Regions from separate parts of the Macaca mulatta genome. Here regions 2 and 3 are each linked to region 1. Evidence: chromatin contacts called from public Hi-C data. All regions are on one chromosome and are shown on one strand. The core of a region is the stretch at or near the end of the contact, and the rest is flanking DNA. Distances in the headings are between cores, read along the strand shown.

Region 1 (4,871 bases), core at 1,096-3,595:
TTTTCAGTTTCTTATGAAGCTCCTCTTCTCCTCATACCTTTAATGTTGGTGTTCTGGCATAGGCCTTGTTCTGGCTTTACTAGCTATCTAGGAGATTCTATGTACTCTAACGGCTTCAGGTATTCTGGTCTCAGCTCTGATGTTCAGTCCATTTCTCTCCTGATTCTGTTTATGTAGTTGCCTACTGAACACCTCCATTTGGAGTGCTACAAGTATCTCAATCTTAAGGCATCCAAAATGAAGGCCGGGCACGATGGCTTACACCTGTAATCCCAGCACTTTGGGAGGCTGAGGTGGGCAGATCACTTGAGGTCAGGAGTTTGAGACTGGCCTGGCCAACATTGTGAAACCCTGTCTCTACTAAAATATAAAAATAACCCAGGCATGGTGGCATGTGCCTATAGTCCCAGCTACTTGGGAGGCTGAGGCAGGAGAACTGCTTGAACCTGGGGGGCAGAGGTTGCAGTGAGCTGAGATCACGCCACTGCACTCTAGCTTGGGCGACGGCGACAGAGTTAGACTCCGTCTCCAAAACAACAACAACAAAATAACAAAATGGTACCCATTATCTGTCTACTTTGCCATATTCTCTCCTCCTATCTCCACAGCATCCACTTAAGCCCGAAATCTCTAGAAGCCCTCATCCTTGACTCTTCCCCCATCTCACTCTGTGTAGCTCATTAGTCACTAAATTCTGTTTGTACAATTCCTAAACTTCTATTAAATTTGTCTGCTTCCCTCCAGAGTCCTGCTAATTCCCTGATTCCGGCCATTACCATTTCATGCCTGCGTTATGCTGAGGACCTCCCGTCTGGAATCTCATTTTCCGTATCTTTACAAAGCAGATCTATCACTCTGAACTGTTGCCTCAGCCTGAGTTTTGATAGGTGTGCTGGGATCCGACCATTCAAAATACAGTCACTGGAATCTGAAGAAGTATTCTGTGGGAGTGAATGGAAATATATATGACTTTTAAACGGGCAAAGGTAATGTTTTTCTGTAAGAATTAAATACCTGCAGTTGTATTATTTTAAGGACCATTTTGAGAGGTGAGCTGCAAAACACCGGTCAGGTCCCAACATCTGTCTGCTGGTGTTTTTTAAAATGTGGATTGCCAAAATCTTTATTCATGATGGGCATTACGTAGGAGTGGTTAACACTTACACAGCACTTACCTGTGTCAGGCACATTGATCAAAACAACCGATGAAGCATTATTCTTATTCAACATAAAAGAAAAATCTAACTTGGATGTGAATGATCAGAGAACTTACGTTTTAATTTTTAAACCTTTCAGAAATTAATACAGGTGTTTATAACTTCCACTTTTTAAATTATTTCACTTACTGAACAGATATTAGTGAACTTCTAGGTGCTGAGGAAGCAACAAAGAGCAAAGCAAACTCCCTGTCCCCCAGGAGTTCGCATTTTAACGGGGAAGAAAAATAAGCAAGTGAAATGAACGACAGTGAGAAGACGGAGCAGGGAGATGTTACTATTGCTTGTAGGGTGGTCACAGAATGCCTGAAAAAACAACTTTTTTGAAGATTTGAGAAAAAAATAAAAACCATTTGGCCAAAACAGCCCTGAGGAGGGCAGCTTCTTCCACCACTCTTTCATCATTTTACCATCTGTGGGTTATCGCCGGGGTCACTGCCATCCCAGCCTAGGTTTTATACAGGATGGAGTACGAAGTTCCCGCAACTATCCAAACGTGCTAAACAAACAAACAAACAAACAAACACTATTTAAAAAGGAATCCTGCTTGTGCCTGCGCTACGTTTTTCTTTAGTCTCTTTAGTTGACTTGGAATCTCGGCCTGTTCTCGGTGCATGCGGCTCGAAGGTGGGCTGGGGAGCTCCCTTTCTCTTAGCCACCTCGCGGCCGGCACTGGAACCCGATCGGGGTGTATCTGCGGGGGTGCGGCGATGGTTCGGGCCCTAACGTCGCCAAGGACGCCCGCTTCGGCAGCAGGAGCTGCGGCGTGCCCTGGCGCTACTGAACACCCGGTAGGACGGAGGGCCCAACGGGGGGGGTCCGCACTCACAGCCTTGAGCCCGCCCCTGCGCCCGGCACCCTCAGCCCACGCTCCGCCCTGTCCCCACGGCGCTAGCGTTTAACCCCACGCCCCGCCTCGCCCCGCGACCCACGTGCCCCGCCCCCGCCCCCACGTGCCCCGCCCCCGAGCCCCGCTCAGCCCCGCCCCCGTCCCCTGTCCGCCCCCGTCCCCTGTCCGCCCCCGAGCCCCGCCCCGCCCCCCGCGTCCGGCTCAGCCCCCCACCCCGAGCCCCACCCACCGAACCCCGCCCGCGCCGGGAGCATCTTGCGTACCCAGCGGGCCCCCGGGTCGGTTTCCGCGGTGGCCATGACGGCGGCCGTGTTCTTCGGCTGCGCCTTCATTGCCTTCGGGCCTGCGCTCGCCCTCTATGTCTTCACCATCGCCACCGATCCATTGCGTGTCATCTTCCTCATCGCTGGGTGAGGCGGTCGCGTCGGGAAACCCGGACGCCGGGGCTCCCCTCCCCCGCCGGGGTTACCCGCGACCCTCGGCGCCCCCACCGCGCGGCTCGACCTTGTTGCGTTTCGGACGGGAGGAGGGTTGAGAGGGGGAGAGCGGAGATCCCGCTCCCCAAAGGCGCCTCGCCCTCTTAGGAAGAAGCGCACACTGGGGGTCAGGGCCTTTTGCCTGGGGCCCATGGCTAGGGTTTAGTGATCCGTGAAGCCACTAAAGTTGTATAAAAAAATTATGGATAAGTTCATATATGCATCGTCAGCATCCTTCATTTTCTGGAGAGGGAGTCCCTAATTTCCCTCAGATTCTCAAAAGCTTCTGTAATCCCCAAAGGGTTAAGAACCATTGGCGTCTAGGATAGTAGTGCGCGACCTCTGCCAATTAGAATCACCTGTGGCCAGGTGCTTTAAAACATGCCGATGCCCACCCCCACCCCGATCCGTTGAATCAGAATGTCTAGGGGATGGGATTCGGGCTTCAGAAAAAATTTTTTTAAAGCTCCTTTTGAATGGTTCCGTTGTGCAGCCGAAGGTTGGAAACCTGTAAAAACACCGAAGCACCTGACTGTACATCTCCTTGTGGGAGCTTGATAAATACCGGACTGTGTTGTCCCATCCCAGTCATCACCTGGCTCTTCCTTGCACATACCACATCCCCCTCCCCTGATGAGTCTCTCTTGGCACCGCACTAGGCCAGTGATTCCCACTTTTCTGCGTTTCTTCACCTCCCACAAACGAAAGTGGTTCGTTGCGTGTCATTTAAAAAACAATAGAGACTTGGGGAAAGGTCTGTAAAGCTTGCTATAATCATTAGAATCCCCAGGGGTGCTGTAAGACCTGGAGGGCTTGGATACTGATCCAGACCAGAACACAGGTTTTCAAGTTGAATTTTATACCAATCACTTTAATAGAGATGTAGATATTTTTCTGGAAAAGATACTTATCTTTGCAGATATCGGACCAGTAAATCCATAATTTCTTGTAAGTTTTTAGAATATGAAAATTGCAGTAATCAGTTGTATATTTTCTTGTTTTGGCTTTTCAGTGGGCAGAGCATTGGTTAGAAAGAATAACAAATAACCAAGTTTCTAGCTAGACAGCCCTTGGCAGATAGAGTCTGCAAATGTACTTGCAAATAGCAGGGTCACTGAAAAAAGAGTAATTGTTGGGAAACCTCAACATTCCTCTTGGACATGTCTGTCTCACCAAGGAAAATGCACCGTTAAGAACAACTGATCAGAGCATCGCTATGAGGACTTTTTTTTTTTTTTTTCCTTATTAAAACGTCAAGAAATCTCTTCCTTCTTAAGCAGATTTTTTTTTTCCTGCTTTTAAACATTATTAATCCTGTACTGATGTTCACTTGTAACATTTTTTCCCCTATTTTTCAGAGCTTTCTTCTGGTTGGTGTCTCTACTGATTTCATCCCTTGTTTGGTTCATGGCAAGAGTCATTACTGACAACAAAGATGGACCCACACAGAAATATCTGCTCATCTTTGGAGCGTTTGTCTCTGTCTATATCCAAGAAATGTTCCGATTTGCATATTATAGACTCTTAAAGTAAGTTAAATACCTGCGTTACCTTTTTTTTCCCTAGTTAGATTTTAGTTATGATTTGGTCATTTGAAACGTGAATATAAGTATTGTATTTGTGCCCTCGTACATAGTACTAAGCCAAGAGATTGGTACATTTCCAGCCTGAAAATATTGAGTGTTCTTTTATCTTGTGGAAATTTCTTCTTTCCTTCCTTTCTTTGTTTATTCAAAAAAATATTCCTTGAGAATCAATCCCAGACACTATCCTAGGTACTGGGGATACATCAGTGATTAAAAGACCGGGTCTCTGGCTTCATGGAGCTTATATTATAGTAGGAGGAGACAGACAATAAATGAATGAACAAGAAATACACTGTTAGGGTAGATAAGTGTCATGGAGACAAACAAGCTAGGGAAGCATTAAAACAACTACATAAATCATTCCAGTTTCGAGTGTATATATTCTATGTTCTCCTCTTTGCCACCACCTAAGATAATTCTTTTCTTTTCTTTTTTTTTTTTTTTTTTTCCGGAGACGGAGTTTTCATTCCTGTTGCCCAGGCTGGAGTGCAATGGCGCAATCTCGGCTCGTGGCAACCTCCACCTCCCGGGTTCAAGGGATTCCCCTGCCTCAGCCTCCCAAGTAGCTGGAGTTACAGGCGTGTGCCATCACGCCCTGCTAATTTTTATAATTTTAGTAGAGATGGGGTTTCACCATGTTGGCCAGGCTGGTTTTGAACTCCTGACCTCAAGTGATCTGCCCAACTTGGCCTCCCAAAGTGTTAGGATTACAGGCGTGAGCCACCACGCCCGGCCAAGATAA
Region 2 (4,871 bases), core at 1,067-3,566, 120 kb before region 1:
AATCCGTATGTCCTGGCCGGGGAGGTGGCTCATGCCTGTAATCCCAGCACTTTGGGAGGCCGAGGCGGGCGGACCATGAGGTCAGGAGATCAAGATCATCCTGGCTAACACAGTGAAACCCTGTCTCTACTAAAAATATAAAAAATTAGCCAGGCACGGTGGCGGGCACCTGTAGTCCCAGCTACTCGGGAGGCTGAGGCAGGAGAATCGCTTGAACTCGGGAGGCGGAAGTTGCAGTGAGCCGAGATGGCGCCACTGCACTCCAGCCTGGGTGACAGAGCGAGACTCCTAATCAAAAAAACGAAACAAAACAAAAAAACCGTATGTCCTATAACATGTAGTTGTTCTTTTGCTTCTATTCTGATTTCTTTAATTTATTCCAAGTTAAGCAAACTAAGTGAATAAATATAAAAGAACTGGTGTTCTAAACTAAGAAAAATAAGTCAATGGAGTTCCCTGCAAGGTCAAGAGTATATATATATCCATTTGAACAGGACATTCTTTACTGAAAGCACACAACCAAAGATAAGTTATTTTGGTAATCATTAAGATTTCTTTAAACTTTTCAGTGAAGATGGAGACATTTATACTCATAAATCTCATCACTGGGTTGGAGAATGCCAAATGATGTACCTTCTGTGAGTCTGGCCTTTCCTCCTGTAGGCTGGCACAACACTGTTGAACAACCTACACAAAGAACCACTGTCTGAGCATGGCTGAAAACCGTGGTGATCTTGTAGCAACCTAAAAAAAAAAAGGCATGTTAAAGTGAAAAGCAGAGGAAAACAGCACCTGTTCATTTCCGGTAATATGTAAAAAAAATTAGGAACTTTAGTGCTATGAAACAGCAAGCCATATGTGTAACATAAACTTTTTTAGCAGCGACACAAAATTTTTAAAAACAGGTAAAATCAATAATATATTTTATTAAACTTAATATTTCCAAAATATCAACAGACTTTTCCTTGTATCATGAAATAGAAAACTCATCATCTGAAGAGCTTAAAGACTAACTCAAATGGCATATCTCCTTTGAATGCCCGTTTTCACTTACCCCGAAATGTTTCTACAGTGGTTTCAGTACCTTGATTATGAAAATGTCCCTGACATTTCCAATTCTGTAATCCCACGTCTACTCAACAGAGGGTTCTAATGTATCTTACCTATACACATCACACTAGCAATCCCTACAGAAATTTTCCTTAGTAAAGGAATTAAGATTTCAAATTTTACCTGGGCATTTTACATCCATAAAGTAAGAATTTGGACTTTGTACCAGGCGTTTCTTTTTATGTTTTTTCTTTTCCTCTTCCAAGGATGGATGTAGTAAATCTCTAGCCAACTGAACAAAGAAGCATATTATTACTATTAGTTTTAAACCACAATGCTGGCACATTTAACCATACGTAATATATACATGCAAAAACCGGAATAAAGGTCATCCTCGGCAGAAGCAACACTTCAGATAGTAAAGTTATTTTTCGAAACCTGTTAATAACTTTCATCAATACTTTCCGTAATACTTGTGTTCTCCAAGTCCCTGTGAAAGTGCTTTCGGGCGATCAGGAAACATATGGTAAGGCAAACTCTGTCCTTTACTCAACTGCGTAATGAACTGTCTTCAGGGAAAACTGCGCGAAGTCGAGGTGCTAACAAAAGAAAGTGACCCCGACTGTGGACTCGCTTAGAGTAGAAACTGCTGAAGTAGACCAGATAACGCCAGCGCCCGGGTGATTTTTGCTCCTGGGGCTCAACAGCTGATCTGACAGGAATTCTGGCTGAGCGACCGTCCTTGACGGAATTCATATATAAAGCAACAACGACGACAGCTTTTTTAAAAGGAAAACAAGTAGGAAATCGCTTTCGAAAGAAGGCAGGGGGGAGAGAAACACCAAGCACTAGGAAAGCAAAAAGACCCAAAGATCACAGCCTCAGGGACACCCATCAAAAACCAAGACGGCTCATAAGCTACCCAGAGAGCTGTTCCCCTCCCACCCACCGCCTCTGAATTGCAGCCCACGCCCCTGCAGGGCCAGCCGCGCCGCGCTGACCGGGCAAGTCACTACATGCCCGCCACGCGCGAAGACGCTGCGCAACCGGAGCCGCCTCGCCACTCTCGGACACTACAGGCCCGGGAAACAGCCGGACTCATCCGTCCCATAGGACCCTCGGTAAAGAAGCCCAAAACAAACCCGGAGCCCGACGTAAACAACTTACAGGCATGTTGATCCTCTCGCAAGCCCAGCCCTCACAGACTTCTCAGCGTACACCGCTGGCAAGCTGCACGCGATCTGCGCTCGGCATCAACTTCCGGGATAGAGGCGGCTGGGAGGAGCAGCGGGGCGGGCCTGTCCGCTCTAGGCCCTCCTCTCGGTGGTAGGCGGGGACCCTCAAGGCGGGTCCACCGGTCCAGGGCGCAGGGAAGACCTGGGGATGGCGCGCGTTCGAGGGTGCCAAGTCCCGTGGGTCCAACGGGTTCGTCGGCGAGGGCCGCGGGCTCTGCGATGCCTGAGGCCAGAATCTGGCGGGGGAGCGGCCTCGGGCTTAGGCCATGGCGAGGGAGCGCTGGTGGCCACCCTGGCCGGCGCCACTCCGGAACCCGGCTGACCCTCAGCGCCGGCCCCGGCCCCCTGGCCCGGCCGCTCTCGCTTGGCTCTGGGGGTGGGCACACGCGGCGATGCCACTATTCTCTTCTTTTGTATATTAAAAAATACAGTATTATTAACCATTAATACGTGCCAGAGAAATTATGAAAGAGGCTCGTATCCTTTTGGCTTCCCTTTCCAAGGCGGAGATTTCGAAGTTTTCTGCGGGGTGTGGCGGTGCCTTAGGTTTGCGGCTGTGCCTTAGGTTTGCTTTGTTCTGAAAATAAGTTTTTATAACAGCACGGATTCGCTGCTGTGCCTCGGTCACTAAGAGACCCACCCCTTTCTGTCTTCTGAGGATTACACGTACTTTGCAGAGTGGACAACTCGGGGGCCTGAGAAAGGCGAATGTCACCGATGACCGAACAGGAGTCTTTATCATTATCATTATTTGAGACAAGGTCTCGGTCTGTTGCCCAGGCTGGAATGCAATGATGCCATCACAGCTCGCTGCAGCCTCGACCTCCTGGGCTCAAGCGATTCTCCCGCCTCAGCCTCCCGAGTAGCTGGGACCACAGGAAGACGCCACTTTGCTTTTTTTTTTTTTTTTCTTAGAGACAGGGTCCTGCTATATTGCCCAGGCTGGTCTCCAACTCCTAGGCTCAAACAGTCCTCCCACCTCAGCCTCCCAAGTAGCTGGGACCACAGGCGCGTGACAGCATGCTCTATTTTTGAGGAGGAAACTCTATGCTTGAAAGATGGGTGTCATGGGCGACCAAAAGGCAAGAAACCAGAAAGACACTTGACCAGAAAATTGGCCTAACTGGATTTTTTTTTTTTTTTTTTTTTGGCAGAGTCTTGTTCTGTCGCCCAGGCTGGAGTGCAGTGGCACAATCTTGGCTCACTGCAACCTCCACCTCCCGGGTTCACGCAGTCCTCCTGCCTCAGCCTCCCAAGTAGTTGAGATTACAGGCGTCTGCCACCATGTCCGGCTACATTTTGTGTTTTTAGTAGAGACGGGGGGGGGTGGGGGAGGAGGTGGTTTCACTATGTTGGCCAGGCTGGTCTCGAACTCCTGACCTCAAGTGATCCGCCTGCCTTGGCCTCCCAAAGTGTTGGGATTACAGGCGTGAGCCACTGCATCCGGCCCTAACTGGATGTTCTTAATCACCTTATTTGTCTTTGCAAAAAGGATACATGTATAATATACATTTTGGGAAATGCAGAAAAATAGAAGAAAATTTACCATCTGGAGATAAACATTTTTAACTTTTGACCTATATCCTTCCTAATATTTTTTACTCACTTGGATATAGGTTTATTTTGGGTTTTGACTTAACCTAATTGGGATCATCTTGTGCATAATCTTTTGTAGACTTGAGTTTTCCTCCCACGTACTATAAAATGAGCATCACTCCATGTCACTACATTTTTTTTTTTTTAAACAAGATCTCACTGTGTTGCCCAGGCTGGAGTGCAGTGGCATGATCTTGGCTCACTGCAGCCTCGACCTGCCAGGCTCAAGCAATCCTCCCACCTCAGCCTGCTGAGTAGTTGGGACTGCAGGTGCAAGCCATCACGCCTAGCTAATTTTTGTATTTTTCGTAGAGATGGGGTTTTGCCATGTTGCCCAGGCTGGAATATTCTACATTATGCTTCTTAATGGGCATGTGGCATTTGTCCTGTGACTATATATATATTCATTTCAGCCATACACGAAATTGGGCATTAGGTTTGGGTTTTTAAATATTTGATACTTAAATATTAATAAAATATTGGTAAATATTAAATATTTCTTGCGGATAAGTATATAGAACGATAGAATTGTATACACAGAATAATGGCCCCCAAAGACATCAGTGTCCTAATCCTCAGAACCTTTAGTTACACGGCAAGTGGAATAAAGTGCTGATTAGCTGATTTAATCCAGAAACATTATCTTGGATTATCTGTGTAGGCCCAGTGGAATCACAAGGGTTCTTGAAAGTGGAAGAGGAAGACAGAAGAGCGAGAAAGAGATGTGGTAATGGAAGAATGTCTGAGAGGTGCTATGTTGATGGCTTGTAGATGGAAGAGGGCCATGAGCCAAGGAATGTGGGCAGCCTCTAGAAGCTGGAGAAGGCAAGGAAATTGACTCCCTCCTGGATCCCCCAAAGAGGGACACAGCCCTGCCAACATCTCAACTTTAGCCCAGTAAGACCTGGCTCAGACTGCTATCCAGAACTGTAAGATAATAAATTTGTCTTGTTGTCTGTAATTTCAGCACTTTGGAAGACCAAGGCGGGC
Region 3 (4,871 bases), core at 912-3,411, 89 kb before region 1:
TACAGACGCCCGCCACCACACCCGGCTTTTTGTGTTTTTAGTATAGACGGGTTTCACCGTGTTAGCCAGGATGGTCTCGATATCCTGACCTCGTGATCCGCCCACCTCGGCCTCTCAAAGTGCTGGGATTATAGGCGTGAGCCACCGTGCCCGGCCATAAATATATATTTTTAAAAAGAAAGAAATTTCACTCGTCTTTGCGGAATTTTTCCCCCTTCTTTTCCAGGAATGAGGAGGAAGGTATAGAACAATCCACACTGTTCAGACCATGGCTGAAGTCACGTTCAGAGGCTTGCTCAAGGACTGGCTTGGGCAAGGAGACTCAGCCTGTGCCAGAGAGCAGAATCCTTCTTCATTAGGGGCAGACACTGTGACTTTGACCTCATTAGAGCTTTGTTCCTATCTAGTGGACTCTAGGAATGAGACATTCCGTAAGCAGCAGCAGCAGCAGCAGCAGCAGCAGCCGCCGCCCTCTGGCTACTGTATGATCAATAAGTTAATGATGATACATTTCATCTTTTACCCACATAGAAAATGAAGGCCAATTCCAGGGCCAACTAAGTCTTCTGCCACAATGCGACCGAGAATGGATTATCAGTGGTACTGTTCGTAAAGTCACAAGGCACACAGTATGTGTCTGAAAAAGCCTACTGGCTTGTTCAACTAACTGTCCACGTTTTTTTTCTTTTCTTTTCTTATTCCACTAATGGTGGAGTCCACTGGTTCCCTTAATAACCTCTAGCCTTCCAGAAGGTGTTTATATAGCTAAGATAAATGGTAAACGTCTGGACCAGAGGTTCTTAAACATTTTGGTTTCAAGACCCCTTTATCCTCTTAAAAATTATTGAAGACTCCAAGAAGCTTTTGTTTATGTGGGTTTTATCTGTCCGTATTTGACATATTAGAAATTAAAACTTTCAAGGGAGAACAACAGATGAGAGACAGAGAGCCCTGGCAGGGTAGACTCCTGGTCCCACACCTCCTTAGCCTTTTGCTTCCACATTACCTGAACCAGTCAACTCCCTTTTCACAACAGCTAATCCGGTTGGGTTTCTGCCACTAGCAAATGAAAGGGGACTGAACAATACACCCACAAAACAAAGAATTAGCCTAAGACAATAAATAATAAAGGATTAACTTGAGTATAACAGAATACTGTTTCCCCCTATATTCGTCATCAGTTAAGTGAGAGCCTACTGAAGACTAATGAATATTACCATCAATGCTAACAGTGCCTTATGGGTTTCAAAGAACTTCCACATTTAGTATTTAAGTTTCACTAGAACCCTATGAAGTATCTTGTTTCATATCCATTTTACAGATGAGAAAACTGAAAAGTACAGTGTTTGCGTGACTTGTCACAGCGGTTATGCAGCAAACCCAAGACTAAATTGAAATCTTACTCTCTAAATTCCCGTGGCCCGGTTCCCGCCTCACAGGACGCTTGCAGTTTTATGGGGCACAGACCTGTAGCACAAGGTTTCCCAGATTTAAAAATCCATCCTCCTGCGAGGAGAGAGGAGCGATCAGCGTAAAAGATTCTTTGAATACTCATCGTATTTGGCTCTGGTCTGTGTGGCTTGAAGAAGGGGGCACGAGTGAGGTTCGAGTTAGCATGGTAACCATTCTTTCTCAGCTCTGTGACTGAGGGGCTGCCGGAGGGGGGTTATAGTGGTTCTGGGCATGGCCTGGGGGAGAAGCTGGATAATGCACTCTGCAGATAACCCGTAGGCTGCGCCACAGCAGCGCCAAGGAAAGAAAGCATCTCTGCTCCAGGTCTCGGCGGAAGAGATGCGGGAACTACGGGACTCTGATTCTGAGGTCCTGGATTTGGAAGGCGCCCGCACACAAAGAAATTACAAAGTTAAGTTCCGGTGGCCCTACCAGCAGAGTTCGAAACGGGGCGTCCCTTCCCAGCTCGGGTGGAAACGCCTCCACCCTGTCACCCCGCCCATAGCAGGTCTTTTATCCGCTGGAGCCGCCTGGACAGTCCGCGCGGGGCACGCCCGAGGCTCCCGGGAGGAACTACAAGTCCCATGAAGCCCCGGGGCGCGGGCGGTGATGACGAAGCCCTCGCGGATTGGCCTCACGGGGAGGGGCGCGCAGGCCTTCTCTGAGAGGAGGGGCGGGGCGCGGGGCGGAGCGAGCAGCGGCGGATTGGCGGGCACGCCCCCTCGCCCGCGGCCCCCTCCTCGCTTCTCTCCACTGCCTCCTCTGGCTCCCCGGTCAGAGGGCCGGAGCGAGAAGATGGCGAAGACGTACGATTATCTCTTCAAGCTGCTGCTGATCGGCGACTCGGGGGTGGGCAAGACCTGCCTCCTGTTCCGCTTCTCAGAGGACGCCTTCAACACCACCTTCATCTCCACCATCGGTGAGGGAGGGGCCGCGGCCCGGGACCGGGGAGAGAATTGGGGGGCGGGTACGAGGGGACGGGGAGAGGGCGGGGGGCGCTTGGGAGCCCGGGAGAGGAGATCCCGGGGACTGCAAGGTGGCGGGGGCACTGAGAGGGGCGAGGGCGTTTGAGGGAGAGGGGCGAGCGGGAACGTGAGGCTAGGGCGAAGGGGTAACTTGGGGGCAAAGGAAGGGGAAGGGGAACAGAGGAACAAGGACTAGGGGTATTGGGGGAACGAGAGGGTTTGCAGACTGACAGGGAGGGGTCTTTGAGGGACAAAATGTGTTGGGGGAAGACGCAGGAAATCTCGTGTAGAGAGAGAAGGGGATAGTGGACGTGCAAATGGATTAAAAGACAGGAGAGGAAGGAAATGTGAAGGGGGAAATGAGGGATGGGGCAATGAGAGGGATGTGAAGTAAAGGGACAGAGGACACAAGGGACAGAGAGGTGAGAACCAGGCAACTGGAAGGGAATTCAGGGGAATGAGCGGTCAGGAGGTGAGGAAGAAGGGGACGGCTGGCCACAGGAGGTCTGGACCGAGATGTCGTAGGAGGGGGCAGAAGAAAATTGTAGGTGGAAGAAGAGTTCAAGGGATTAGAGGGCGGAATGAGGATACTTGGTGGAGAAAGTAAAGGAGATCTGGGTGTGAGACAGAAAGGAAAAGAGGAAGCAACATCATAGTAAAGGGAGGTTGAGCAGAGAAGACAGAGGAGATGGAAAAGAGAGGAAATGGAAAGTAGTGGGGCGCAGGACTTGCTCCAGTAACTGATTACCATGTTCTCTTTACTTCCTTTGGATCAAGTGCAGGAGAAAGCAAAATGTGACTAATGATGGAATAATGTCTGTAGAGCGTTAATTTGTTCTGTGAGTGTTAATGGATGTTAAGGGAATTGGTGACTTTTGGAAATGATGTGGTCAGGAAAATATGGTTCACCTCTTTACTATGATCTCCTGAGAAGCAAGACTTCTCAGTATTTTAAATCCTTGGGTTTGAATGTTTAACAACTTCTCAGCCAAGGAATTGATCTTATGTTCTACCTGCCTCCCTGTATATTTTGCTTTGGTTCTAATTATTGTTAAATGAATCACAACATGTGATACACCTCTAAGTTACTTCCAATTGATTCAAGAGTCTTTCTGATCTTGGCTGGGAGCTGTCCTTTCTACTTTTGTACTGGAAGACCCTGTGTTCAGGTAACAAAATCTCTTAACTTACCATAAACTGAAGACCAAGTCAAAGCTGGTTTTAAGCTGTCTTAGAAGTGACCACCTTAACATCATTTCTCCTGTTAAATAGCTGCAGGTTAATTAAGTACCTTAAGAATATCTCAGCTTTTGGTTGTCTTGGTGATGTTTCTGGCCTCTAATAGTGGCTTATTTAGGCATCTTTCATATGGTTCTTAGAGCATATTTCCCCATGAATTTCTGGGTTGGGAAATAATAGAGAGCTAGTGCTTTGGTAATACGTGTGTTTAAATATTTGTGTATTTTTAAAAATAATTTATCTTTTTTTTAAAAAAGAGTATTTGGTGTAGAACACTCTTTAAGTATTAGAAAAGGCTATGGTTTGTTTGCTCATTCTGGCTTCTTTCATATAGCTTGAATGGTCTAAAATCTCCTGGGTGTTATGATGTCTGGGCTTAAGGAAGTTTGAATTGCAAGTTCTTGGCAGTCAGTCTTGAGTGGGACTTTTTCTTTTCTGAAAAAGCAGATTTTAAATGTCATCTCTAAAGTATATTCCTAAGATTTGGTGGTAGCTGCTGGTACAGCAACTAAAGGGCGTTAATTTTTGACACTGGTATTAATTTCAAAGCCTCAAATAATGACTTTTCATTGTTGAATGCATACTGCAGTACAGATGGTAAAGGATAATTTCTAACAAGTTGAGTGGGTGTCCTTTTGTCCATTCTGTATTTGAGCCTCCCAGAAGTATCTCCTGCCTTGAAAGTAAGTGAATCTCACTGATGCTGTTTTTGTTAAGCTTCTTGGATAACTTGCTTGTTTGTGATAGCTTTATTCATTTTCTGTTTTTTCCTTAATTTTTGTCCCATGTTTCCTTTAAGGGTGTCTGCTTCCTTTTAAAATAGTACCTTTTAAAAATTACTTTTCATTTTGAAGGGTTCAAGTCTATCAGTGGATTTCAAAAAATGATGGAAATGAGGTTCTTTGGAGGGTGACAGCTATGAAGGCATGAAAACCAGTGCTCTGAAACAGATTAGAATAGGAAGTGAACATGAAAAGGAGGTGAATCTCATGTGAGATCTTGGTCTTTATATTTTCTGTGAGGTGGATGTGGTAAAAAGAGGCTGTGAGCTGTGTCTTCAGTTGACGTGGAGGAGGGGAAATCCCGTACCTCTTATTTAGCCCCAGAGCTCCAACAGGAAGTGGTAGCACACTGCCTTCAAACAGCAGAATTTATATACCTGAAACCTAATGCTCTGCAGTCAAAATTAAGCTGGGAAAATAAGGTGAATGTTAG

What was found. A called contact is a pair of places that touch in the nucleus more often than the background predicts.
Region 2: a Hi-C map of cortical neurons shows a contact between it and region 1, with 3 times the contacts expected there. The contact joins the promoter of RPS27L here to the promoter of APH1B in region 1. A contact is called at or near these places in 4 of 14 Hi-C or Micro-C datasets (cortical neurons, fetal cortex germinal zone, fetal cortical plate and 1 more).
Region 3: a contact with region 1 is called in a Hi-C map of cortical neurons, with 3 times the contacts expected there. The contact joins the promoter of RAB8B here to the promoter of APH1B in region 1. A contact is called at or near these places in 4 of 14 Hi-C or Micro-C datasets (CD4 T cells, cortical neurons, fetal cortex germinal zone and 1 more).

The regions. Positions count from the first base shown.
Region 1 is chr7:40,609,127-40,613,997 of T2T-MMU8v2.0, forward strand. It overlaps APH1B (aph-1 homolog B, gamma-secretase subunit), which reads left to right and starts at 2,346. Exons shown (of 6, transcript XM_001105067.5): 1 at 2,346-2,477; 2 at 3,902-4,072. The coding sequence starts at 2,365.
Region 2 is chr7:40,488,531-40,493,401 of T2T-MMU8v2.0, forward strand. RPS27L (ribosomal protein S27 like) reads right to left here and starts at 2,317. Exons shown (of 4, transcript NM_001193433.1): 1 at 2,218-2,317; 2 at 1,234-1,342; 3 at 634-744. The coding sequence starts at 2,223.
Region 3 is chr7:40,519,926-40,524,796 of T2T-MMU8v2.0, forward strand. RAB8B (RAB8B, member RAS oncogene family) reads left to right here and starts at 2,162. Exons shown (of 8, transcript NM_001257955.1): 1 at 2,162-2,371. The coding sequence starts at 2,248.